2 separate regions of the Sus scrofa genome follow, and region 1 is linked to region 2. A link is a contact called in public promoter capture Hi-C data. All regions are on one chromosome and are shown on one strand. The core of a region is the stretch at or near the end of the contact, and the rest is flanking DNA. Distances in the headings are between cores, read along the strand shown. Region 1 holds the start of AHCYL2 (adenosylhomocysteinase 3). Region 2 holds the start of NRF1 (nuclear respiratory factor 1).

Region 1 (6,787 bases), core at 4,258-6,757, 300 kb after region 2:
GTTCACATAAATACAGTAAGGCCATCAAACAAGCTCAATAAATAAAAAGAAACTGCATATTAGTGAAGTAACAAACATCCACAAACAATATAAATTAAAGGTTCAATCTAAGCTTTGAGCAGAGAAATACCTCAAAGGAAAAGCAACAGAGTTTGGGCATGAGAGTCATACAGATCACGGTTACTAACCATGTAACCTTGAGATAAATTCCTTAATCTCTCCACCCTCCAGTTTCCTCAATAAAACAAGGATAACACCACCTATTTCTGAGAGCTTAAGTAAAATAATATATTTAAAGCTTTAATACAATGCCTGGGACACAGCGGAAAGGCTAACAGTATGCTCCCCTTCTTATTTCCAAAATGTTTAATTAGAGATTGATTCTTAGAGGCAAGACTTAAAAAACAAGGACAACTCTTAACTGGACAGGAAGGAGGCACATAGTCTTCAGATATTGCAGATTTATTTGTAATTTTAAAAATATAAGAACACACTTCTCAGATTATCGCTAAATTACTAAGGTAAAAACGCACCATTGATCTTGAAATGCTTTTTTATATACACATAAGATCCTCTTCTCCCTCTCTCATAATTTTACAATTTGTTGAGATTCTACATTTGTACAATTTTTTCCTATCCTCTTCCTAAAGTCTTGACTCAGACTCTTCTTAGTTTGGTTTTGGATGACCTAAGTTTTTTTTTTTTTTTTTTTGCTTTTTAGGGCCGCACCCATGGCACATGGAGGTTCCCAGGCTAGAGGTCCAATCCGAGCTACAGCTGCTGGCCACAGAAACAGCCACAGCAACATCAGATCCGAGCCGAGTCTACGACCTACACCACAACTCATGGCAACACGAGATCCTTAACCCACTGAGAGAGGCCAGGGATCGAACCTGAAACGTCATGGTTTCTAGTTGGATTCATTTCTGCTGCACCACAACAGGAACTTCTTGGATGACCTAAGTCTTAAACCAGACAGACACACCTTAGAGTTCACTGAGTATGTTGAAAGCCTTCCAGGAGAAAACCAGAACCCAGCAACTAAGAAGTCAGAATCAGTGCAGCATAATGAAAAGGACATGGGCTTTGGAAACAGACTAAGGTTTAAAACAGAGGTTAAAAAAAAAAATCACGAATTCACATCGTGCCTCAGCCATAACGAACCCGATTAGTATCCATGAGGACACGGGTTTGATCCCTGGCCTTGCTCAGTAGGTTAAGGATCCGGCACTGCCTTGAGCTGTGGTGTAGGTTGCAGACTCGGCTCAGATGCGGCGTTGCTGTGGCTATGGTGTAGGCCAGAAGCTGCAGGTCTGATTTGACCCCTAGCCTGGGAACTTCCATATACCACAGGTGTGGTCCTAAAAAGACTTTTTTAAAAAAATCAGTTTTAAGTCCTACCTCTGCCACTTTCTAGATCTAAAACTTTGGTCAAAGCACTTTACCTCTCTGGACCTCATTTCCTTATCAGTGAAATGGAGATAACGCCACCTATATCTCATTTTGTAGCTGTCAGGATTAGAAAAGTGCCTACTGAAGTTCCCACTGTGATGCAGTGGGTTAAAAATCTGACTGTAGTGGCTCAGGTCCCTGTGGAGGCTCGGGTTTGATCCCAGGCCTGGGCCATTAGAGCTCCTTGGTGACCTAGTGGTTAAAGACTTGGCATTGTCACTGCTAGGGCTTGGGTTTGATCCCTGGCCCAGGAACTTCCCTATGTCATGGGTATAGGGAGGAAGGAAGGAAAAAAAAAGAGAGAGAGAGGAAGAGAGAGAAAGAGAGGAAGGGAGGGAGGGAAGGAGGGAGGAAGGAGGAAAGGAAGAAGGATGCCTATAACAATTCCTGGCATGTAAAAGGCCAATTAATGGTAACTGTTATTAGGGTCAATCTGCCAACTGCCTTACTGAATATTTTGCAAGGCTGTACTTTCCTAACTGGCAAAAGGAGTAACTCTGCTCCCACATTCCCATGACCAAATCCAAAAGGTTCCATTTTAGTAATCCATAATTAAACAAATCAAGAGCTTAAAGAATTCAGGGCAAGAAAGTGCTAGCCTGGCTCAACTCATTCTCTGCTGACGATAACAAAGCCAGCGAAATGTGGATTTGTCTGCCAAAAAAAAAAAAAATCTGCTTGAACATGGTCATTACTGATATTGACGTAAGCACAAACTCCTTGTGGTTCCTGGGCTCCAAGCCTTATTATCAGAAAGTTTTAACTTTTCTGAAATAAACCCTCTCCTGCCTTGTTTTCCCTGCTATGCTATGACAATCCTAGTACCCGATTTTCAAAAACAAGGAAGAAATCCTCAAACTATTGCTATTACATTCACTGTCGAACTTACCTTCCTAGTTCACAAATCACTTCTCAGAGATTTTGGTTTGCTGAGTTCACTTATGAAGAAATAATATATATACAAATATATGACAGTCACAATGACAAGATCTGGTGCCCAGAGCACCACAAGTTACAGGGCGGAGGTAGATGCCAAAGATAAGATGGGACTGAGTAACCTGCATACCATATGTTCACTCTTATTAACCGTTGCACTTGGGAATTCTGGCTCTTGTAAAAAGTTTATTTCCCTTGTGTGACTGAGCAGAGTAACAGTGCGAAGAAAACTGATCACAGATACACAAATGGAGTTACAGACACCATCAATGGAAATAAACTTAAGATAAATAAGCTTGTATGTGACAGTTAAAAATAAAAGCAACAGTCACCAATTACATAGCCAAAGGCAGCTATTTCAAGTCTAAGTACCTACAGTCCTTCCCTACACTAAAATAAAAGGAGAAGGAAGTCAAGGTCAGAATGATTATTTAAATAAACTAAAAGCCAGGAAAGTTTCAACAAATCGAAATGTCACACTGCAGTCCCTTGGGGAGGTGACTTTCAACTTGGAGAAAGGTCAGTCTCATGCACTTGTTTTAATATAACTTATTCAATACCAAGAAAGTTAAAGATTCTGCCCCCTAAAAGCAGCTCAGTAATGCCTTTTATTAGTTGTGTCACACAGCTGCATCCTTCCCCAGAGCTTAGCCTGCTTAACTTCCAATAGAGAAACTGTTTTTTGGTTGCAATTAACATTGTAAGGCAAGCTCAGCCCTGTCTTCCACAGCCTTGGGGCTGCTGAGTAAATCTAGAATCATGGAACCTACATTTTGATGCTGGAAAAACAGGAAGGTGGTTCAGCAACAAGGAAAATGGTTAAGAAACACAACCTGAATTAGGAAAAACAGACTGACACGCTGGCCTGTGATTTTTTTCACTTCTTTATGTAGAATCTATTGAATTGTGTGTACCTTTCAAAGGAAGCCATGATGGCATGCATTTAACATGATGAGAGGAGGGAAAAAACAAAATCAATTCTCCATAATAGCTATTATTTCTGAAGCCCTCACAGTATGTGCCAAGTTCAATGCCAAAGCCCTCTACAAATACTTCTAATCTTCACTCGTACTAGTAACTTCATTTTATAAAAGAGAAAACTAAGATTTAGAGAATTTGGAAATTACCCAAAACCTAGTTAGTGGGGGTACTAGGATTCGAACTCAGGTCTGCCTGACTGTAAATCCCATGTTCTAAAGGCAATTTGTCAAACACTCTTACCAAAATACAGAGTTTACACAAAAAGACCCTTAATCACAGGATCTGGCCAAAGTTATAAAGCAGCTTGACTGGTTTACAAACGTGTTTCAGATTTCCAGACTCGAATCTAGGTACTACCAGCACTGGTGCCTGTGCTGCCCCTCTTTCCTCCTATAGCTCCTCCCATGGGAGATTCATAATGCAAATGTGAAGACAATGTCCTAAAGCATCATTAAACACAGCTTTCACTCTTGCCTCTGACACTGTCTGATCATCTATATTTGGGTAATTCGAATGAAAGGGTTCTCTGCTCTATACCTTAATAATGAGGCAGTTATAAGAAAAGTTAGGCTGGATCCAAGGTTCCACTTCAGCTGAGTCCCACACAGTGAAACCAATGCAGACTGTTATCATTTTCTCAATGTTCTGATAAAGCAATTAAAAATCATTCACAAAACAAAAAAACCATAAATCACCATGTTCACATCATGCCTCAGAAATTAGAGCAATCATCCCTTTTGATGTGATCCACATTGCTGTTTTTGCAATATTTCCCCCTTTTTTTTTCCTGTACTGACTTAGCTTTATGAGAGGAGAAACACACCATAGATAGAGCCATCCTAAAAATAATACTGGGATGGGTATTAAAATCACACATCTAGGCACACCTACTCCTTGGTGCTCTTCTTCAAAACTCTGTCTGGAAGAAACTGACAGCTGAGACAGAAAACCCCACTGTGATCGCTTTTCCCAAAAAGAGAAGCATTCCTAACACTTCCTAACACTTTCAGATCATAATGAAAGACCTAATAAAACAATCACCTCTTCATACACAGTACAATAATCTTGGTGGCGACCAACTACTGGGCAGAGAGAACAAACCTCTGAAGAGAAAAGAGTGAAGAGAGTCCATTACCCTTCTACATTCAGAGAGGATGTAAGGAGATCGCAGAATCTGGAATGAAGGGCACAGCATCAGTACTGCTCGATGGAAGTGGTTGGACAAGAACGGCAGAAAGTCATCATCTGCACAGAAACCACACAACTGAGGATCTCAGAGCGAGGTAACTACTCCTTACTCGTTCTTCCAAGAGAGAACCCTTACTGCTGAGTGAACTCTCATAAGCAGTGAGGTTTTTCTACACCATCGGGGTCTTCTCCCCGACAGTCTGGAACATACACACGGAGCATGTCGGGGAGTTCAGCGAGGGCTAAGATTAGGTGGCTCTCCTCTCCCAGCCTACTATTCCAAGTAGTAGGCGAGAGCGCTACCTCCATGTTATTCCCAGCGAAGTACGGCCGTACCCCCTGGAGTCTTCACTCCTCAGCATGGGGCCAGGAAGGGGGCATCTCCGAGAGAGCGGATTTAAGGGCGAAAGGGATCTCTCGGCTTCTACGATGACAAGAGAGGGCGTGGAGGGTGGCGCCGCGCCGCGAGGATCTGCGGTTCCCCCTCCTACCCTCCCTCTCCGACAGAGGCAGCCCGGCCCCAATACCTTCTTGACTGTACGCGGCGCCTCGGTGACGGTGCCGTCGGGGCTGACCAGGGCCTCGCCGCCGTCGCGGTGTCTCTGATGCTGGTGATGAGGGTCGCTCCGCTTCATGGCCGACGCCTGAGGCACTTTCCCAGCGGCGGGGCTGAGAGCCGCGGCGGGCCCCGATCCCGGGCCAGGGGCCGGGGGCCGCTCCGCCGCGGGAGCTGGAGCCTCAGGGTCCCCACCGCCTGCTGGAGGGGCCATGGCGCTCACAGCCGCCGTGCTCAGTCCCAGCTGCGCCTCCGCCTCGGAAGGGCTCAGGTCCTTCAGCTCCACCTCAGGCACCTTCGAGGCAGCCGCTGCCGACACGACCTGCACCGACATCACCGCCTCCACTGCAACCGCCGGCTCAGACTCCAGCTCCAGCTCGGCCCCGCCTCCCGCCTCCCTTCCCCTTCCCTCCCCCATTCCCCCACTCCTCCCCTCCATCGCCTCCGCTCCCACCCACTTCCTCCGCCTGCCCACCCGCCCGCCGGCCCCGGCCTCTCCCTCCCCTCTCTGCCCCGCCCCGCCCCGCCTCGCCCCGCCCCGCCCCGCCCCGCCCCAGACCGCTCCGTCCGGCTTGCCCGCGCGTGTGGTGCCACGGAACCTGTAGTGCGCTTGCTCTGGGCCGAAGGCGGCGAAGAGACGGTGGGACCTCAGCCCCCGACCACCCCTGCGCGCCGCCGGGGGCGGGGCCCGCGAAGCCCCCTGGGGGTTGTAGTCCCGGTCGCCCTTCCTCCGGCAAGCGGGATTCTGTAGCAGAGATGGAGCTTTAGCGCCGGCGACTAAAAGAAAGAAGTGAGGATAGGTGACATGAAGAAGAACATGAGGAAGAGAAGGTCTCCAGAGGAGTTGCGGCTTCCGAGGAGCTAGCTCTAGAAACCCTAAGTTTGGGAAGGTGGAGGAAGATTGACTCTACCCCGACAGTGTAAATTTCTTCCTAGGGTGCACCTCTGCTATCACGTGAGCAGGCATTTAAAGGAAAAGCGGTGGGGAGAGAGCTGGCCTCAGGCTTAATCAAGTGACTTAATTTTTCTGCGTCCGTGAAATTAGGACCTCACACCTTTACTGGCTTTGTTTTTAGAAGGAATAACATGGTCCTGTTTTTAATTGCCTGTTGTGGCAATTTCTGGCACATTCTGGGCTTGGAGTTTAGTATCAGTCTAAAAAAGAAGTTAGGTATCACTAGGTCAAAATTTCAAGACTAAGGAATGAAAACCATTGCCTTAAACAAAGCCAATTCTTTTGCCCTATTAATTCTACTAGGGATATTGTAGAACCCAAGTTTGTATGCCTGTGGCACGGTGAGGCCAAACAAATCGAAACATCAGAGTTTGGAGCAGAGGAAAGTTTATTGCAGCGTGCCAGGAAGAACAGCAGCTGGAGTTCAAAAAACCCTAACTCCCCCATAGTTTTCAGGGAAAAGTTTTTAAGGCAGAATTGGGGTTGAGGGCTCCAGGGTGTGTGATCTTATTCTAATGGGTTGGTGGTGCCATAACCAGGTGATATATCTCTGGGATCTCAGCCTTCTGGTTCCAACCGGCCTATTGCTTGTGGTCAACATGTGGTCACCATTTTCCTCCTGGGTAGGGGTCTTAGTTTTAGTAGAACTCAGACACACATCAGATTGTTATCTATATCCCTTCAGGAGGAACAAGGAGTCCTGTGATGCTATTGTCCTG
Region 2 (6,800 bases), core at 795-3,294:
ACAAGGGTCCTCATTATATCCTACTCCTATAGTTACTTCCTTAAATTCAGAACTTAATTTCCTTAAAACCTGGCAAGAAAACTATTTCCATGAAAACTCCTGGCTTGGGAATAAGAAACCCTTCCCGCCATCCCTCAAATGAAAATATGAGCACTGACTCCTAAGCAAAAATTTCTGCACAATTTTAGACCCAAGTTAAAAATAAGTATTCTACATTACATATGGTAATTGTTATGTTTGTTTTTGCACTCATAGAATAAGGAAATTACACTCAGACGCACAGACAGAACTAGCCATATTTTCACCACCTATGGGATGACACATCAAGAACTTTCAAATACAATCTTAGGGAGTCAGGCTACTACTACCCAATTAAGGGAAGAAAAAAAAAGAAAAAGAACCCAGCATTTCTAAGCCGCCTCCCTTCCCACCCCCCCTCCTGGAGTGAGGAACAACCCAATAACTTACTGTTTAAGGCCAAAGGAAAAGGAATTTTTTAAAAGCTGGATGGAGACAAAATGGGGAAAAGATCACTGTGAGCTGTGACCCCTCCTATGATGCCCTCCCTGGGACAAAAGGTACAAGATGAGCATGCCCACTCTCCTGCAGCACTGTCCGAGTTGACAGGCTCGCTCACCTTTTATCTTAAGAATTTCCCAATACATTGTTTCTACACACTTGGGAAAATGCGAATTTTGCTCTGAAAGAATTAAACACGACCAACACCAGCTCTCAAGTAAGCAATTAATATATTCTAATCTAATGCTTAAGAAAGGAGACCAGGCAACAGCTCCTCCAAATGGCTTGGCCAGATATCATTTGAAGCCCTAAAAAAAATTAAGATTTTTAAACAACCTCAAGTTTTGATGGGCACAGTCAGATGCACTGTGGAAACTTTGTGACCAGAAGCAACGACACAACAGGTGAGAGAGGCGGTGGACATCATTGCCCAGTTAAGCGGGTAACATGCAAGGGCAAACCCTTGAGTTCCCCTGAAAGACTGGGGATGTGGGATAATACCCATGCACAAGGACTTCTAGAGCCCCTGCCTTTCCAGTGGCAAAGGTCCGGTACCTTTCCGGGGTCGCGCCACTCCCCCTTGTCCCTCACCCAGGGGACCACCACCCTAAGCCTAAAAAGAACAGAGGCCCCTCCACCGGCAGCATCTCAGCTGGAGAAGAAAACACAATGTCGCTCCTTATTTCTGCGTACAAAAGGATTTTGCGCCCTCCTTCTGGAACAGCCGCCGCTGCCGCCTCCTAACTTGCAAGAAGGTGGGCAACGCGCCATATTCCAGCGTCCCCCAGTCTACCTGGGTAACGAGCCCACGCCACCCCGGAGGGAGAAGCTTCGGAGGTCGCCCAAAGAGCCAACCTCCTCTCCCGCAGGAGACAGCGACTCCCGCGCCCCGGCCCAACCCGCCGCGCCGCCCGCGGACCAGACCCGAGAAGGGCAGAAGAGGCGAGCTGGGAGCTGCGGCTCCGGTCCCGCGCAGCCCGCCCACCTCCCGCTCCCAGGCCGGCGCGCTCCCGGGCCTCTCGCTCCCGAACCCGCGGGAAGGCCGAGCCCGGGCCCCAGGTTCCACGGCGGACAGGAGGCCGCGGCCCCGAGAGCCTCAGGCGGCGGGGGAGGCCGGAACCCTGGGGCTCTCGGGAGGGCAGCGCCTCCCTCCCGAGCCCGCCAGGACGCCTGGGGCCTAGTGCGGCCTGCGCATCCTCGGGGTGGCGGTTTGACTGGGCCGGGCCGGGGCCCCCCGCCCGAGGCGGGCCGAATCCGGCGGGGGCCCAGGCCTGGAGCCGGGGGCGGCAGGGTGCCGGCTGCGGGGCGGGCCGGCCGGCCGGCGGGCGGGCGGCGTGTTGCGGCTGCGCCGGGGCTGAAATAGCTGGAGATTGCGCGGTAGGGCACTCACCTCAGAGCGGCTGCGCTACCGTGGGCCTGCGCCGTGGAGACTGCGACCGCGCCGGCTCCTCGCAGCCTCCTGCCACCAGCGGCAATGGCGAGCGCTGCCGCCTAAGCCGCCGCCGCCGCCGCCGCCGCCGCCGAGGAGGGGAGGGGAGGGAGAGGAGGCACGCACGCGACGCACGGGCTAGGCTTCCCCGCCCGGCAGCCGCCATGATGGGGAGGTCGGCGCTGCCTTGGCGGGGCTTCCCGGAGGGGTTCGGGCTCCGGCCCCCGTCGCCCCCTGTGGCCTCCGCCTGTTCACTTTGCCCTTCCGAGGCTTGGATGGGGTTGGAATCACGGAAGGGGCTGCGTTATTCTTCTGTGGACGCCCCGGAGAAATAACGCGGGCGGCCCAAGATGGTTGCTAATCTGGAAATAGTCACATTTCTCGCCCCCCCACCCCCGGGAATTAGGACCTCCAGAGGGTTCCTAGACAACCGGAGAGGGGGCTTCCCCGCCTTTTTGTCGGCGCTGCCTTGCCATTCGCATCCTCACCCTCTCTTTGGAATGACCTTTGCCTCCCTCTTTCAAACCCTGCCTAGGTATTTAAAAGCAAAAGTTTTTGTGCAAAGCAATACATTGTTTTCGCTCATTCATTCGGCCGGTGAATATTTCCAGAGGGCCCTTTCTGTGCCGCATATTGTTCTGGGCGCGCTGGAGGTACGCCTCTTAGGAAGACGAACTCAGAGCTTATATGATAAGTGGAGGAAGCCAGAGGCAATAGGAACCCCCATGCCTGAGAAGTAGGGAGGGGTGTAGAGTAGTAGAAAAACTAATGTTAGAGACTCGGGAGAGGTAGTTTTTGTTAGTTTTTTTTTTTTAATTACTCAATGAATTTTATTACATTTATAGTTGTACAATGATCATCACAACATTGTTTTTTAAATTGTGCGGAGATCACCTGCATCAGAGTCACTCAGGCTGATTTAAATATTGGGCTCCAAAGGGTGTCTCCAAAATCCTGGTTTCTTAGCCCAGGAACCCACATTTTTAACACTCCCCCTCTCACCCCACCCCATCCCCAAATACACAGTATTCTCCCGGTGATTGCCATGCATACCATAATTTAAGAACCGGTGCTTTAGGGAATTACGAAATATCTCAAAGGATGTCAAAAAACAGTTTAACAAGACCAGGACACCTTAGTTTTCAACAATATTCCATTTACCTCAAAAGTCAACATAACTAAAAACACGTCTTTTTATGCAGTGTTTCTAAGAAAGTGACTGAGTATCCCCACTTACCACCTAAGTGCTCAAGCCAGCAACCTACAAATGATCCATCACTCCTTCCTCTCTCAAGTGCCTTATCTGGTTAGATTTTTTTTTTTTTTTTTTTTTTTTTTTTTGTCTTTTTGTCTTTTTGCCTTTTCTAGGGCTGCTCCCGCAGCATATGGAGGTTCCCAGGCTAGGGGTCTAATTGGAGCTGTGGCCACTGGCCTACACCACAGCCACAGCAATGTGGGATCCGAGCCACGTCTGCAACCTACACCACAGCTCACAGCAATGCTGGATCCTTAACCCACTGAGCAAGGCCAGGGACCAAACCGGCAACCTCATGGTTCCTAGTCGGATTCGTTGACCACTGAGCCATGACAGGAACTCCTGGTTAGATCTTTTAAAATAGGTGTTCCCTGTCATTTTTACTGTGGTCCAGGTAACTGTCATCTCTCATCAGGAAGCTGCAATAGACCCTTCATGGTCTCCCTGTCACAGGATTTGCCCTCTGCAATCCATTCACCCTCCAGCTTGAATGATCTTTCAAAAAAAGTAAACCATGTCATTTCTCTCCTTAACAGCCTTAATAACATTTGGTTATGCATAAGTTAGTCTAAAATACTTTGAGGTGCCTTCAGGGCCCTTCCTAATCTCACCCCCTGCTGCCATCTCTACCCTCAACTGTCATAGACTTCTCCCTCAGGCTACAGTTGAACTGGGAAGCTGGCGGGTCACATAAGACAGGAAGTTCTCCCAGCTAATAACTCGTGTAAGGGCTGCTCTCTGCACAGAACTTCTCTCTCTACTCCTTCCATTCATCTGCTTAAACCTGCACATGAATAAATCCTAACTACTCCTTAAGGTCCCTTCGAGGAAACATTCCCTCATTTCCCCCTTCCATCATCACACCCACTACTTACCACCTATGTTTATTGAGCCCTCACAATGTGTCAGGCCCTATTTTAAGTCCTTTACACACATTATCTCTTTTATTTAATTCTCAAGTGGAGTTGATGAAATGGGTACTGCTATTATTATTTTCTCATTTTGCTGATGGAGAAACCTGGGTATGCAGAAATTGCTTGCTCAAACTCAGATAGTAAAAGGTGGAGCCAGACCTGAAAGCCATCAGCCTGACCTCAGAATTGTGCTCTTAACCATTACCAGCTTTTTTCAGACTGTAGGTTGAAACCCACTGATGAAGCACAGAATTAACTTAGTGAGTCATGACCAACATTTCATAAAAGAAATAGAAAATATCAGAGAACATCAAACTTAGTAACACTCTTGTTCTATGAAATTCTTATTTCAGATATATAAATATATGTATGTAGATGTGTATGTTTATGCTAGATCATGCTATAAAATGCCTTTATTTTGGGATTACAGTTGCAAAAAGACTGAAAGCACTGCATTACTCTTTCTGCACAGTACTTCTCCAGTCATGTATCCTCCACAATCCTGTGAGGGCAGGGATTTTGGCCAGCATCTCATGCAAGGCCAGTTTCACAGTAGACCTTAAATAGCGGGAGACCTCTGTTTCTACCCTCCTCGGAAATACGAATTACAGACAGCCTTCAGACCTCAGTACCCAATGGTTCCAGGACCCCCACGGATAACCAAAATCTGAAGATGCTCAAGCCCCTTATATAAAATGGCATATGTAGGGTTTGCATATAACCCACCCACATCCTCCCATTCTCCTGTGAACTTTAAATCACCTCTGGATTACTTATAATACCTAATACAACGTAAATGCACTGCAAATAGTTGTTAGTACAATGTAAATGCAGTGTGAATAGGTGCCCTGTGCATGGCATATTCAAGTTTTGCTTTTTGGAAATTTCTGAAATTTTTTTCAAATGTTTTCGATCTACTATTGGTTGAATCCACAGATGTAGAACCTGTGGATTCAGAGGGCCACTGCACTTACCTAAGACAAGGGAGCCTGGGAACCTTAGTTGATCTGTCCAAAAGGCTAAAAATAACCTGAGATTCTAGAATCAATCTCAGAAAAAAGGCAGAAAAATCTACCATAACAAATTAAAGAAAAACTATATTGCAACAAAGTTACAGTGATTATGTTTTGCACAAGGGAGACAGAAACTGTAAACAGTATAATATGGGGAGAAAACTCCATACGGGTAGGTAGTAAATGCATTAAGAAAAAAATGTCTCGAAATGCCATAACCTTGGGGCCCAGAGCAAGTTAAAAAGGAAGCTTAGACCCTTGAGAAATGTCTTGGAGCCCAGCAGCCTGGGCAGTGCAGGAGATTCCCAACTTGGCTTTGCTTTCTGTGAGCCATGGTCATTTGATTGACTATAAAAAAATTACAGCACGTGGTAAGTACCAAATGAGGGGTGATACAGATAGTAAGCACTCTGAGAGTCAGAACTGAAGTTACATGGGAACTCCTAGGGGGAGAGAGAAACAGAGAGATGAGCTGAGGCAGCTGTTCTCACAGGGGACTCTTCAGGACTCACTGATAAACTGCGGGGAGTCCCAAGAGAAGCAGCCTCCCCATCTCTACTTAAGAATGTGTGCAGCCCCCACCCCATAGGGATGAATGGGAAGCTGGCCCTGTGAGCAACTTCGGGGGAGGGTTGATGCTGGGGACATCAAGGGCTGGCCTAGGCAGGGTCTTCATTTCCAGAGAGCACTGGCCCCAGTGGCCACTGCCCATACTTTCAGAGGCCACCGGCCTCTACTGGGGAGGCATGAGACATCAAAACATGGGTGCTGGAGTCCAATTCCCAGTTCAAAGCCTGGCTGTACCACTTCCTACCAGGAAACTTCAGCAGTGGCTTCACATAAGCTTTGTCTTCTTTACCTGTGACATGGAGGTCAAGAGGGAATACTCCTAAAGGACTTGGAACGGTGCCTGGCACCCAGGAAGCACGTGGTAAGTGCTGGGTATTATTAGCTCTTCCCCATTACCATTCATCATGTAAACTGCTTGGTACAAAATACAGGTGTGTGGAGTTCCCATCGTGTCGCAGGTGTGTGGAGTTCCCATCGTGTCGCAGCGGAAACGAATCTGACTAGGAACCAAGAGGTTGCAGGTTCAATCCCTGGCCTCGTTCAGTGGGTTAAGGATCTGGTGTTGCCGTGAGCTGTGGTGTAGGTCACAGGTGCAGCTCGGATCCCACGTTGCTGTGGCTGTGGCTCAGGCTGGCAACGGTAGCTGTAATTGGACCCCTTGCCTGGGACCCTCCTTTTTAGGATGTGGCCCTAAAAAGCAAAAACAAACAAAACAAGATGCAGGTGTGAGCAATGATGGCTGCTGTGCTGGAGACGTGATGAGTGAATGTTCCTGAGCACTTGTAAATATCTCTGGGGACTTCCCCAAAAAGCTGGGGAGCATATTCAAGGGATGCCAAAACAAGGGATTTGTGTAAGAAAGCAGTGTGTAATAAGGTTAGAAATGTTGGGGTGAGGGTTTTTTTTTTTTAATTCCTGAGGGTGATTTGGAGAAGAGGGAAAGGGAAACTACTGTTACTTTTCTAAAAAAGATATTTGATGTGTTAACATAACTTTTTAAATTTATTTTTTTATTTTTTCTTTTTTGGCTGCACCCCCGGGCATGTGGAAGTTCCCGGGCCAGGGAATGAATCCACTGTAACTACACTGAATCCTTAACC

Evidence for each region. Promoter capture Hi-C pulls out the DNA fragments that hold promoters and counts their contacts.
Region 1: a promoter capture Hi-C map of liver shows a contact between it and region 2, with 2.8 times the contacts expected there. The contact joins the promoter of AHCYL2 here to the promoter of NRF1 in region 2. A contact is called at or near these places in 1 of 5 promoter capture datasets (liver), 1 of 47 Hi-C or Micro-C datasets (embryonic fibroblasts) and 1 of 2 datasets of contacts at active chromatin or transcription factors (alveolar macrophages).

The regions. Positions count from the first base shown.
Region 1 is chr18:19,436,332-19,443,118 of Sscrofa11.1, forward strand. AHCYL2 (adenosylhomocysteinase 3) reads right to left here and starts at 5,508. Exons shown (of 17, transcript XM_005657758.2): 1 at 5,085-5,508. The coding sequence starts at 5,447.
Region 2 is chr18:19,140,634-19,147,433 of Sscrofa11.1, forward strand. NRF1 (nuclear respiratory factor 1) reads right to left here and starts at 2,045. Exons shown (of 11, transcript XM_021078993.1): 1 at 1,910-2,045.